Linked DNA regions of Zea mays: regions 1 and 3 are each linked to region 2. Evidence: chromatin contacts called from public Hi-C data. All regions are on one chromosome and are shown on one strand. Each heading gives the region's core, a stretch centred on a gene start, on an enhancer-like site or on the middle of the called end of the contact. The rest is flanking DNA. Distances are from core to core; before and after follow the strand shown. Region 1 holds the start of LOC103626442 (protein kri1). Region 2 holds the start of LOC100280697 (cyclin-A2). Region 3 holds the start of LOC103626441.

Region 1 (3,875 bases), core at 1,078-3,577, 180 kb before region 2:
CTTCCGCTACAGCATCGTCCCACCAGGCCACTAACCACATCATTGAGGCGCTCCCAACAAAATAGGCACGTTGTTGCGAAATAGCAGCCCTCCAAATCCAGCAAACCAACCCGCATCCCACAATCGCGTCATCGACACATAGGATTAGAAAGCCCCATCTCACCACACAAATCTAATCATCTAGTATTATGTTTTTTAGGGAAAAAATGCCAGGCAGCGGCTATTAGCTACCAGATTAGATCAAATCAAAATGAGACCAAGTCTACGATCCAGATCGCGTCCCGCGATCCAGCAACCGAGCGACTCACCCGAAAGAGAAGAGGATGCAGCGAGCTGAGATCCGCGTGATCCACATGAGCCGGCGGCGCCACGCCGGCATAGGCCCGCCGCCCACCCGCGGCCTCCCGTGCGTGTCCGCCCACCCGCGGAGAGCCACCCACGTGGCCGCGTAGCCGATCGCGATGGAGAGCCCGAACAGTGCCAGCCGCACCAACGCGACCGGCAGGAGCAGCAGCGTCCTCGACCACGCGTACACGCCGCCGCCCCACGCCGGCGTGCCGTTGCGGAACGGGTCGGCCGGGGACGGCCCTCGGTCCCTCGGCGGCCGGTCCTCCGAGAGGAACGCGAACGGGTCCCCGCCGCCGTCGTCGCAAACGGAGACCGCCGCAGCACCGTCGCTGTCGTCGTGGTGGTGGTGTCGGTGGTTGGTGGCGTGCCCGTTGGCGGCGGGCGCGCGCGCGATGGAGTCGGAGAGCAGGGGCGTGGAGAGGGAGGCGGGGGCTAGGCATGTAGAGGCCATGGACGATGAGGCTGGCTGTCGCCGGAGACAGCGGCGGGGAGGGAGGGAGGGGAGGCGAGCGATGGACGGCCGGGAGTTATGGCTTTTATTTATCAAAGCGAAACGGAGGCAAAAGCTATAGCCGGCAACAAGGGAGTCGCTGTTTTGTATGTGGTCGCCGTTTCGTTTTTGCTATTGTCCCCCGCAGTTTCATGAGTACTTATTGGAAATTTTAAGAATCGTTTCGTTTTCACCTGTCATGTATTTCCTTCTTTTAAAAACTCCACGTGTCTTTATGTGTTGAAATTTCTACTCCTTTCCTCCACATAATTTAGTCATTTTAGAATTATTCTAAATCAAACTATGTAAATTTTGACGAATAATAGATAAGATTACATTATTTTAAACTAAAAGAATCATATATTATAGTAGTTCAAGTCATAATGACTCTAGTAGTTTTATTTTTATATTGTAAAATTTTATAAAATATCTTATGTAATCGGTCAAAGTTGATAATAGTTGGCTTATGACAAATTAAAACGACTAAATCATGTGAACGGAGAGAATATGTATTATTGATTTTAAAAAATAACATTAGATAAATGCACGAGCAACATTCCTCGTACTTAAATGAGACATAACGGTGGTCTGTATGTTCCAAATCTAGACCTGCAATGCACTATTTTCATAAACTTAGAGATGTATGATATATTATTTAACCAGTTCAAGAACATAAAACTACAATTTTAAAGTTTATGAATCTAATCGACATCTCTTAACAAATTCAGAGATCACTGGTATGAACATACTCATATGACTCCAAATAAATAAACATTATTAGGATATTATTGAATGGCAAGTTTTATAAAACTAATAGTTTTTATAGGTGTTATGTGTTTCCTCTGTAATAAAGTATTTAGACAATGGAGCGAAGCTCAAGGCAACGTGTGCGACGACGTACTGCACGTCTGTACATACGGCGAGAGATCCATCCTGCTTGCACATGCCAAATGGGATGCGTGATCCGATCTCAACCACATCCATGCCGTACGTGAGTCAATACAAATATAATCACATCAATCATGCGAACCAGCAACTTCTAAACAAATTGCTTTTGCTTTTATTTTTGCTTTTGCTTTTGTATTTGTAGGCGAACCTAAGTTTAGTTTTTTTTGGCTAATGACTACGCCGACGGTGTCAATTCAGTTGACAGTTATTGCTGCTCCTACGACGGAGCACCGCCCAAACATATAATAATAGAGTTAATTATTATAGGTGCGTGGTGCGTCACGCACGCACGACGCCGACCGGGCGTTCGGCAAGTTGCTACACAAAAGCTGAGGTGCTCGTCGGGCACGAGGCCACTTGCTCCCTGCTGGGCCGCGAGGGGCCGGCCACAGCGATCTCACTCGGCACCGGTCGGCGTCGCGCTCCAGACCAGTCCACACAAGTCCGATCGAAACGCCTCGTCAGTTTTTTCCTCGTAAAAAAAGGTCGTTTTTTTTCGTTGGACAGGCAAACGTTAGTATTTTCTTCTTCTTTTGAGTAAGGCAAACGCTCGGCACGGTAGTACTGCTACACTTGGGCTTCTGAAGTACTGTCAGCCCATGGGTCGTCCTATTCCACGAGGCCCAGCCCAGTTTACCAACGTTGCGCGCAAGATATAATAGTCTCGGCCCGTGTCGATTCCATCGATTAAAACCCTAACCCGAGCATCTTCCACGCCGCCGTTGTCTCGCCGCTTCCAGCCGTTGCTCGCTGAAGAAGATGGGGAGGAGGAAGAAGTCCAAGGAGATGGAGAAGAAGCCGCTGGACATCCTGTCGGGCTCCGACGAGGACTTCGACAGCGGGGAGAACCTCTCCAAGATCCAGATCAACGAGGAGTACGCGCGTCGCTTCGAGCACAACAAGCGGCGGGAGGCGCTGCAGCGCCTCGAGGAGCGCAGGAAGCAGGGCCTGGTCCCCGCCTCCGACGACGACGAGTCGGAGTCCGAGTCGTCGTCGGAGGAGGAGGACGAGGCGGCCGCCATTGCCTCGCGCCTAGTCGACCGCCGCATGTTCGAGGTGATCCGCCGCATCCGCAGCGGCGATCCCCGCATCCTCGACAAGGACGCCAAGGTCTACTCCTCGGAGGAGGAAGGCGGCGAGGAAGGTGAGGACGCCAAGAAGCAAGAAGAGTCCAAGCAGGAGAAGGAAAAGACCAAGAAGGAGAAGCCTCTGTACCTCAAGGACGTTAATGCCCGCCACCTGCTCGAGGAGGGCCCCGAGTTCGCAGCGCAGCCCAGCCGGAGCAGCAGCAAGTTCGAGAGGATCGCTTATGACGAGCAGCAGAAGAAGGGATTGGAGGCTTTCCTTGAGGCACAGAAAGAAGCATTAGGCGATGGTGGAGACGATGATGGCGATTTATTCCAGGTGAAGGAAAAGGCTAGAGCAGGAGCTGACGACGAAGCGGAGGAGGACGAGGAGGAGAAGCAGACAAAGGACCTTGCTGGTGAGGTCTTTGGGAAGGATGAGGAGCTGGATGAGAACGAGAAGTTCTTGAAGGAATTTTTTCTTAAGAGGCCGTACCTTGAGACAGAGAAGAGTAAGTCCTATCTAGATAATATCCAGGAATTGTCAGATGAAGAGGAGCTCGAGATTCAGGAAGAGTATGAGCATGCTTATAATTACCGGCATGAGGAGGCCATGGCATCAGGGGCAGTGGTGGCGGATCGGGTGTTGGGACATTCAAGGGTTGTTGAAGGTTCGGTGAGGAAGAAGGAGAGCAGCAGAAAGCAGCAGCGCAAGAGCAAAGAGGAGCGGATGGCCCGTGTTAAGCAAGAGCAAGCAGAGGAGCTGAAGCATCTCAAGAATTTGAAGAAGAAAGAGATTGCAGAGAAGCTTGAGAGGATCCGAATGATTGCTGGGATTGAAGGAGATGCTGCTTGTAAGCTTGGTGCTGATGACTTGGAGGAGGATTTTGATCCGGAGGATTATGACAAAAAGATGCAGGAGATGTTTGATGATAGTTACTATGAGGCTGATGAGGTTGATCCTGAGTTTGGAAGTGGTGAGGAGATGGATTTGGAGAAGCCGGATTTTGGCAAAGAAGACGAAT
Region 2 (3,873 bases), core at 263-2,762:
AAAATAATCACATGATCTATTGTCCTATCCTTATCCTTATCCTTGCCCCGGATATAAAACCGCGCCAATATCCACATCCATCTTGTTTATTATCTACGAGCACACAATTATTTCATGTATGTTGCCATCTGTATTTCTAATCCTCTTGAACATTACATGTTGAGGCAAAAAACTTCTCTGAGGCCTTGACCTTTTCCTTGGTCTCCATCTTATAGACTCATTGTAGCTTCATGAATGTGATTTCTTTGCTGATAGTTGTGAACTCATCGCCTCTACGAAGGAACAATGTGATATCACTCTACCACAATTTGGCTTGAGGCTTCGGATAATCTTGAATTCGCAACCGTCGAGACCTGAGTCTATATCACTGATACAAAATTAACACGATGTTTAAGTACACAAGAAAAATATAATGCAACGAGTGACCAAGATCCCTTGTTACTCATACTTTCATCACACCCAGAAGTCTTACGTTCTCCCTCCTCCTTTGGCACTAAAGAACAGAGTCTTACGCTCTCACACCCAAAAGTCTTACGCTATCTCCCCTATCCTATTTGCTATCTCTTCTACTATTTCGAATTCTCTCGCTAGAAAGGTACTCAAGGACACCATCGATGGAAGTACAGGCTTGAATTGTCAGTAGGGATGGCAACGAGGAATTCCCCATCAGATTTTAGCTCCCCATCCCTGTTCCCACGATGAAATTTTTTCCCATTGGTGATCCCCCACGAACACTTGCTGGGACATTTTTTCTCCATCCCTTTTCCCCACAGGGTTAAATCCCCCCGTCGGAGATCTCTGTCCCCGTTTAAATTATAATTATATCGTACTTCATTTATTGTTAATGTCAAACATTGTCACTTCTATACATTGTTAGATTAGATGCACAAATCATCACGTGTATATTAAAATGAACATATTTGTACAACAATGATCTTTTGACAAGGTAATTATTTATTTTTATTATTGACTATTACATGAAAACATTGTCACATATAAGTTTAACGGGTCCCTGCGGGGCACGGGGATGAGGAATGCTTCTCCATCCCTATCCACGTTTACCCGCCGGGGGAGATTTTTTTTCCGTTTATATCCTCATGTGGGAAGAAAATCCCCCACCCCTATCACCTAAGGGCTAGTTTGGAAACTTAAATCCCCTTCGGGATTGAAGGAGATTGGAGAAGAAAATCAATCCCCTCCAATCCTGAAGAGGATTTGAGGTTCGCAAAGTAGAGGAATTCACCGCGGGAAATCGTGGAATCGGATCCCATTGCCATCTCTAATTGGGAGCCTGTTCACTTGATGTTGGGCCTTTGGCACGGCTTGAAGGAGACCATATTTCCTACTGGCCTTACAGCCCAGTAGCCCACGCTACCGCCGCCTACCCGGGCCGACGCCGCGACGCAGATCTCCAGGGCCAGGGACCACTTGGCGTTTCAAGACTGGGAAACGGAAACGGACAGCGCATTCAGCACCGGCCGTTCGAATTTTGAAACCCTCACCGAGTCCATCCATTTTTTCCCTCTCCTCTCTCCTCCGCTCCTCCGCTCCGGTCTCCGCCCTCCCTCACCTCTCCGTCCCAAAAAGGGCAACGAAATCCAGACACCGCTCCCCATCTCCCCTTCCTTCCTTTCCTACTCCCACACTCCCCCACCCTCCACTAGTACTAGTACTAGTACTAGTACCACAACCACCCCACCGGGAAAAAACCCAACAAGGGGTAGGGCCGCCGCCGCCGCCAGCGCCGCCGTGCAGATCGCGGCCGGATCTACGGCGCTGGGGCACGGGGGTCCCCGGATCGACGACGCCTCCGCCGAGGGTGAGCCTAGCTTCCTCGCCTCTTCATCCCCGGCCCCGCCTTCACGTCGGGTTCTTGTGCGGGCTTCTTCCTCCTATTCTCGCTGCCTCCAGGAACCTAGGGGGCTAGGCTGTCATTCTTGGAGGGGAGAGTACTCTTGGGGCTTGGGACGGGGCCAAGAAACCCTCTTGCGCCGGCCTTGACTTGACCGCCCCAAGATCGAGGACGAACCATTCTCGTTCTTTCTGCGAATAAAGCTTCTTTTTGGTGAGATTGTCCTATCCTGGACGGCTGGGTGCTTGGCGGTACCGTCTAGCGTGCCAAAGAATCGTCGACGCGTTCCCATTGCCGCATTACAAGAGCTTTTTCGGCGGATTATGTGGTCTGACCATGGTGCATTCTTGATCCGGATGTTGTCATGTGTCGCGGACTCACTGTTGCACCGTTCGTTTTAATTTCACAATGTGAACGCAGCAGTTCCTCAGAGATCCAAATAGGTAATCCTTCTTACGATGTGTGAAGAGATAATTTTCTTCTAAAAAAGGAAAAGAAAGAAAATTGGGGTGCAGATTTGCCACACAAAAGGAAATACAACTGGCCCAGTCCAGAGCTTGGATTGTTTATGTTCAAATTGTGGGTTTCTCATGCTTTTTCTGTAGAATTCCAACATGAGCAAGTAATGCGTTTAGATGATTCCGACTTGAACAGGCCTGCTATGTGGTGTTTATGTGATTGGTATGCCCTGTACTGTGCCTGTTTGTTCCTCCTCTGACTTACAAGTTTAATACATCAATGGTTTGACATTAAATCTCTTGAATACAAATATGATTTCATTTCAACTTTCCGACGAGGTTTTGTTAGAAACTTTTACAACCTTGCTCTTCAGTTGTTGAGTTTTCCACCATTTCTCGTGATTCCTAAGTGCATAGTACTGTTCACTTGTTCAACTCCCCAATACTATACCACAAGCCACTTGCATGAAGTCACATAGTCTTTTTATTTTACAACACTCAGGTTCGGATGGCTATGCGAAAAGAAAACCCTGTGCTTAATGCTTGTCAAGCATCCAATGGCCGGATCACGCGAGCTCAAGCTGCTGCAAATCGTCGAAGCTTTGGAACTTTCCCTTCTGTTCCATTGCCTGCAAAAACCGAACGAAAACAGACTGCACAAGGGAAGGCAAAACGAGGTTCTTCATATGACAACACCAGTGCAAGTGTTGCACTTTCAGGCCCCCAGCCTAAAAGGCGCACAGTACTCAGGGATGTGACCAATTTGAGCAATGCTAACTCTAACAAAAGTTTTGCTGCTGCACCGAAGCTTCAGGTATCAAGATGTTCCAAACATAACTGCATTATCTTGCAATGAATTCTTGCCGCGTACTGTTTTCTTGACATTGCAAATGTAGTAGAATGACAAGGTTAACTCTATTTTTTGTTCAGACAAAGCCCTCTCTAAGGACTGGAAGAACCGTGAGCAAAAGCAAGCCGTGCGCAAAAAAGATTCCTAAAAAACCACCACCAGCTGGTAATGGAAGTGCATTGACTAATGTTTTGAACATTGCTGAAGAAACACAAGCGGAGAAGATTTTGGCAGAGAGAGTGGAACCCGTTCTGTTGCTTGAGAACAGGGGGCCACTTTCATTGCAGAATGTTGAAAGGAACAGGGACAGTGCTTGTCATGAGGTATTCTTTGAGGAAAGAAACCTCAGGGATAAATGTGAACCTTCTGTGTCAAAGAATGGTCAGTTCCATTTTGTTTTTGAGCTTTAACATTCGCTTTTAAAAATTGGCTAGCATCACAGCCACACTGAGTCTGCATAATGTTCAAGGCTTTTCTTACCTTAACATGTTACACAATGCAGCTGGCAGCCTGGCACCCTTAGTTTTACTTGACTATAATCTTAATGGTCTTTAATAGAGTAGTAGAAATTTGAAGAAACTAAAGCTTGCTGTTAATTTTCTCTGTTTTTTCATTTCTGAATACCTGTAGATAGTCTTAACGTTTCTGATTAGTGGCCATCTGCTAAAGATTCTGTATTTTCTTCCAGGGGACTCTTATGTGTTAGACATTGT
Region 3 (4,004 bases), core at 250-2,749, 170 kb before region 2:
AAACCTGCTACTCAACACAACAGTAGTACATATAAGTCTGGAATTCTGGATCCAGCCAGGAAAATCGCCGGTGCCACGGCAGATACTCCTACGCCATGACCGCCCACCACCAGATGAAACTGAAGCCTAGCAATGAGGACGCGCCAGTCATGCTCAGGCGACGCGCCACGCCGCCTCCGTTGGCTGTTGGTTTGGCCACTGACCAAGTGAACGGCAGCAGAAAGTTCAGGTAAGACTGGGCTAGTATCCTTGTATTCTTTCTTTTTTATCAGAAACAGAAGTTTGGAGCAAGAAAAAAAAATCTGTATTGAACGTCTCTTTATATAGGTACTGTGTGTGGTAGCAGTTAGCAGTGAAGTGGCAGCAGTACCTGAAGAAGAGGAGGAGGAGGTGGAGGAAGCGCTGCCGGTGGAAGCTGAAGATGCAGCAGTACTGCCGTCAGTGGCTGAGCCTGCAAGCGAAATGAGATCGAGATCATTCAGGATTTCAGGTTCAGCATCATCACAGTGTGTGCTCCTACAACTGTACGTAGTTAACTAGCGATCCGAGCTTATCATCTGAGACGTGATCACAAGATGAGCTGCTGCGGAGATGTGGCACACGATGACAGGTCATGATTCTGCTAGTAGCAGCCCAATTAATGAGATCCAGATCTTGGAGAGGTTTGGATCTCATTGTGGTAGCCAGTTGTGATCGAATGAGTACTTAGCAGCAGCAGCGGCGGCAGCGGTATGAAGGAAGACGACACGCGATCTAGCTAGCTTTATACCTCCGGCGGCGGCACAGGCGGAGGCGTCGGTGGTGACGTTGCACCGCCGGGCGAGGACCAGGCCCTGCTCGGGCGCCACGCCGAACGCCCGCAGCGCGGCCCTGTTGAGCAGCATGGCGCAGAGGCACGCCGTCTCGTTGGCGGCCGCCTCCCTGAGCGGCCCGCAGCAGGCCGCCGCGGGCGCCGCCGTGGACGTGGAGTTGAGGTACCCCGTGCACGGCACCAGCTTCGCCGCGCACGACGGCACCGCCGTCCCCTGCGCGTCCGAGGATGGCGCCAGCGCCAGCGCCAGGCAGGCCACGGCGGCGGCCAGCAGGCGGGCGGCGTTCTGCTGCATTGCTGTGGTGGTGGTGCCCTGCTGCTGTAGACTGTAGTGCTGTCTGGTGTTGATGTGCTTCCGGGCGAGCGCGGGACGCTGGGGTTGACTACTGAGGGAGGGGGAGTGGTCTGCGGGGGGCGGGAGTTTATGGAGGGAGGGATGGCGCCGCGGCGGTGCGATCGGCTGCGGCCTCGGGTCCGCTGGGCCGGGTTGGTGGCGTGCCAGCGAGGCCGCGTGGATGGGACGACGTACGGGTGGTTGGCAGGACGCCCGTGTGCCGGAATCTATGCGCTGTCTGTCCGGGCTGCCGGCCGCGCGCGCGCATGGCGGGTGCAGTGGCGCACGGCCGCACCGCACGCACGCCCCCGCGGCCGCAACGGCACGTCGACAGCGAGGGCGTGGCGAACTCATCACGTGGGAGACAGGAGGAGACTCGTGTGATGCTGCCCAGTTGCGTTGCGTACGTTCATGTGCCAACCGGCACGTTACACTTACAACGGCACCATCTGCTCTTCATATTCCGCTGCGTCCGTTTTCTCTCTCTCTCTCTGTCTCTCTCCCTTTTCTAAACCACAGCACAGACACACCACACATGTCCCCACACACATATACACGAACACAACCGTTCACCACATCTAATCACACCTCTGTGTAGGGCACATATATAAAGCCTGGACCGAATGGATCTAAGATAATAATAATAATAAAACAAAGCACAATGAATTACGTATAAATTTGAGAAAGAAGTGCGCTGTGGCTTCATACTCAAAAATAACGGGCTCCATTGATGCATGCCTAAATCTGCGATTGATGCGGGCAGGGCCCGGCCCAACGCGCGGGCCAGGCCAGGCCATGTTTCTTACGGAGAGCGACAACCGAGCCAGCGCATGATCGGAGGCGGCCCGGCCGGCAAGGGCATGTGGGCCATTTACATATATACACTTGGCTCAATCAAAACATGATAAGTATTTGCCAGGTATCACTGTTACTGTCACGAATAAATGTGGGTTTTATGACTAGCAACGTACACACACGTGCCTCCTCCTGCTCCATGCGAGAGAATAATGCATCATGCATGCTGCTAACTACAAAGATCTCTGCATACTAAACTTTTGGTCCACTAAGAGTGTCAACACTTCGTTTGTTCCATGTAATTAAGATAATGCATCATGCGACCGGAGACGATAGGTGGTGAGCCGGGAGGCGCTCCTCGCGGTGGTGATGTAAAGATAAAGCGTCGTATGTATGCTTGAACAGCAGTAGCAGTAGTGTTGGTCGAAGAAGCAAGCAGTGGAGCATCGCACTCTCACCAGCCGGCAGCAGTAGTGCTAGCTAGAATTCACGATCACGTGCGTGTCTTCTTCAGCAAATCAACGCCGTTCAGACCTAACGTAACAGAAACTCTCTCTCTCGTCGCTTTCTCTGTATCTCTCTTCGCTAGCTGCTCGCAGCAGTGGGTCACGTACCTACGCGATTATTGGCGCCGGCAAAATCTGAACTCTTGAAGCGAAAGCGAAAACCCAAACCTCCGGGCTCCGGCCGGCGCTTTCAGATCCTGTGCTGCCGTTTGCCCGTTGGTGCGTGCGTAGTGCTGAAAACGACAGATCGATGAGATGAGATGCTCGGTAGTCGGTACTGCTACGTACTACTACTACATGCATCGTTGCAGGTTCGGCGCCGGAAACTGTGCGACTGCCGGCCGGGTGGAGTACACACGTCTGTCGCCAAAGACTATACGCACACACGTTGCTAGCTAGTGCTACGGCAGTCTACTGCTCCCTCCGTTCGAAAGCTAGCAGCAGTAGATACTGCACAACAACAGGTCAAGAGCTAGCTAGCGGCCACCAAACTGGCTAGCGTCGTCTAGATCGATCGGTCCGCGTGAAGCATTTGACTAGTGCGAAGCAACTGGTATTCTATACCCGTTTCTGCCTGAAAGTTGGATGGACTAGTTCGAGTCTTCAGGAAGAGGAAGAGGAAGAGCTGCTAGTGCTAGCGTAGCGTTGAAGAAATTTGTTCGGTGTCTTTAATTTGTGTGGCCGGCCAAACCCACGACGCGTGTGTGTGCTAGCTAGCTAGAAGTAACCGCTGGGGCGGGGCGGGCTAGTGTGTGTGGACCGAACGTTTTTAGGCCACATCCAACCCATTCACGCAATTGTTTCTTCAATGTGTGTATATTAGAATTTCAGAAGGAGTACAAAAAGTGCTATGATGCATAGGGGGAAAAACAAGGATAGAGGTATAGAGGAAAATAGAGAATAAAAGATGCGTTGGAAAAATAAAAAAATGTATTAATTAAAAAGAAGAGAAATGTGTACTCAGAAGTAAGAATAATGACAACTATTTAGGAAATGAATTTTCAGAAGGAAATGACAACTATTCAGTTGGGGAAGCAGGTGCATGTGCCGGCCGGTGGCGCAGGGCAGCGGCGAAATGTGCCGCCAGCATTATTTTCATACCGAAGGAGAAATGGTCCATCATATTAGGCCAGTCTTACGGAAAGATTTTTATGTCGCTATTTTCTAGGAATCTTCTTTTGTCGAAAACGGCGCAGATAAATTTCGTCTTCGTAAAACCTGTTCCATTCGTGTGAAAACTTTATCTTAATTATCTCTCTTTATTAACACTCCACCGTATGAACTTATTTAATGTCCATGCAACTTTTATATATGAACCCTATTAAGGATCCCTTTGATAGGATTTTTGAACCTGTTTTTTTTACTTTGCAAAAGCCAGAAGACAACTAAAGTGCTAAAAATTCACGGGGTGCTTTGGGTCAAAATCTATTTTTTTTCACTTTAGTAGAAAACTGAAAAGAGCTTACCTCTTACTTTTACACGCTATGAAGATGGATAGCTTAAAAACAATACCCCCCTCCCACTAGTTATATATATGAAGATGTTAGATCGGCTTTTC

Evidence for each region. A called contact is a pair of places that touch in the nucleus more often than the background predicts.
Region 1: a Hi-C map of tassel shows a contact between it and region 2, with 4 times the contacts expected there. The contact joins the promoter of LOC103626442 here to the promoter of LOC100280697 in region 2. A contact is called at or near these places in 8 of 25 Hi-C or Micro-C datasets (ear, endosperm, leaf and 3 more).
Region 3: a Hi-C map of ear shows a contact between it and region 2, with 8 times the contacts expected there. The contact joins the promoter of LOC103626441 here to the promoter of LOC100280697 in region 2. A contact is called at or near these places in 17 of 25 Hi-C or Micro-C datasets (bundle sheath, ear, endosperm and 4 more) and 1 of 3 datasets of contacts at active chromatin or transcription factors (leaf).

The regions. Positions count from the first base shown.
Region 1 is chr5:61,855,377-61,859,251 of Zm-B73-REFERENCE-NAM-5.0, reverse strand. It overlaps LOC103626442 (protein kri1), which reads left to right and starts at 2,327. Exons shown (of 1, transcript XM_008646850.3): 1 at 2,327-3,875. The coding sequence starts at 2,546. It overlaps LOC100191712, which reads right to left and starts at 875. Exons shown (of 13, transcript NM_001137141.1): 1 at 309-875. The coding sequence starts at 799.
Region 2 is chr5:61,670,081-61,673,953 of Zm-B73-REFERENCE-NAM-5.0, reverse strand. LOC100280697 (cyclin-A2) reads left to right here and starts at 1,512. Exons shown (of 12, transcript NM_001153616.2): 1 at 1,512-1,819; 2 at 2,813-3,124; 3 at 3,241-3,541; 4 at 3,849-3,873. The coding sequence starts at 2,819.
Region 3 is chr5:61,836,157-61,840,160 of Zm-B73-REFERENCE-NAM-5.0, reverse strand. It overlaps LOC103626441, which reads right to left and starts at 1,499. Exons shown (of 3, transcript XM_008646849.4): 1 at 770-1,499; 2 at 371-451; 3 at 1-198. The coding sequence starts at 1,499. The coding sequence ends at 89.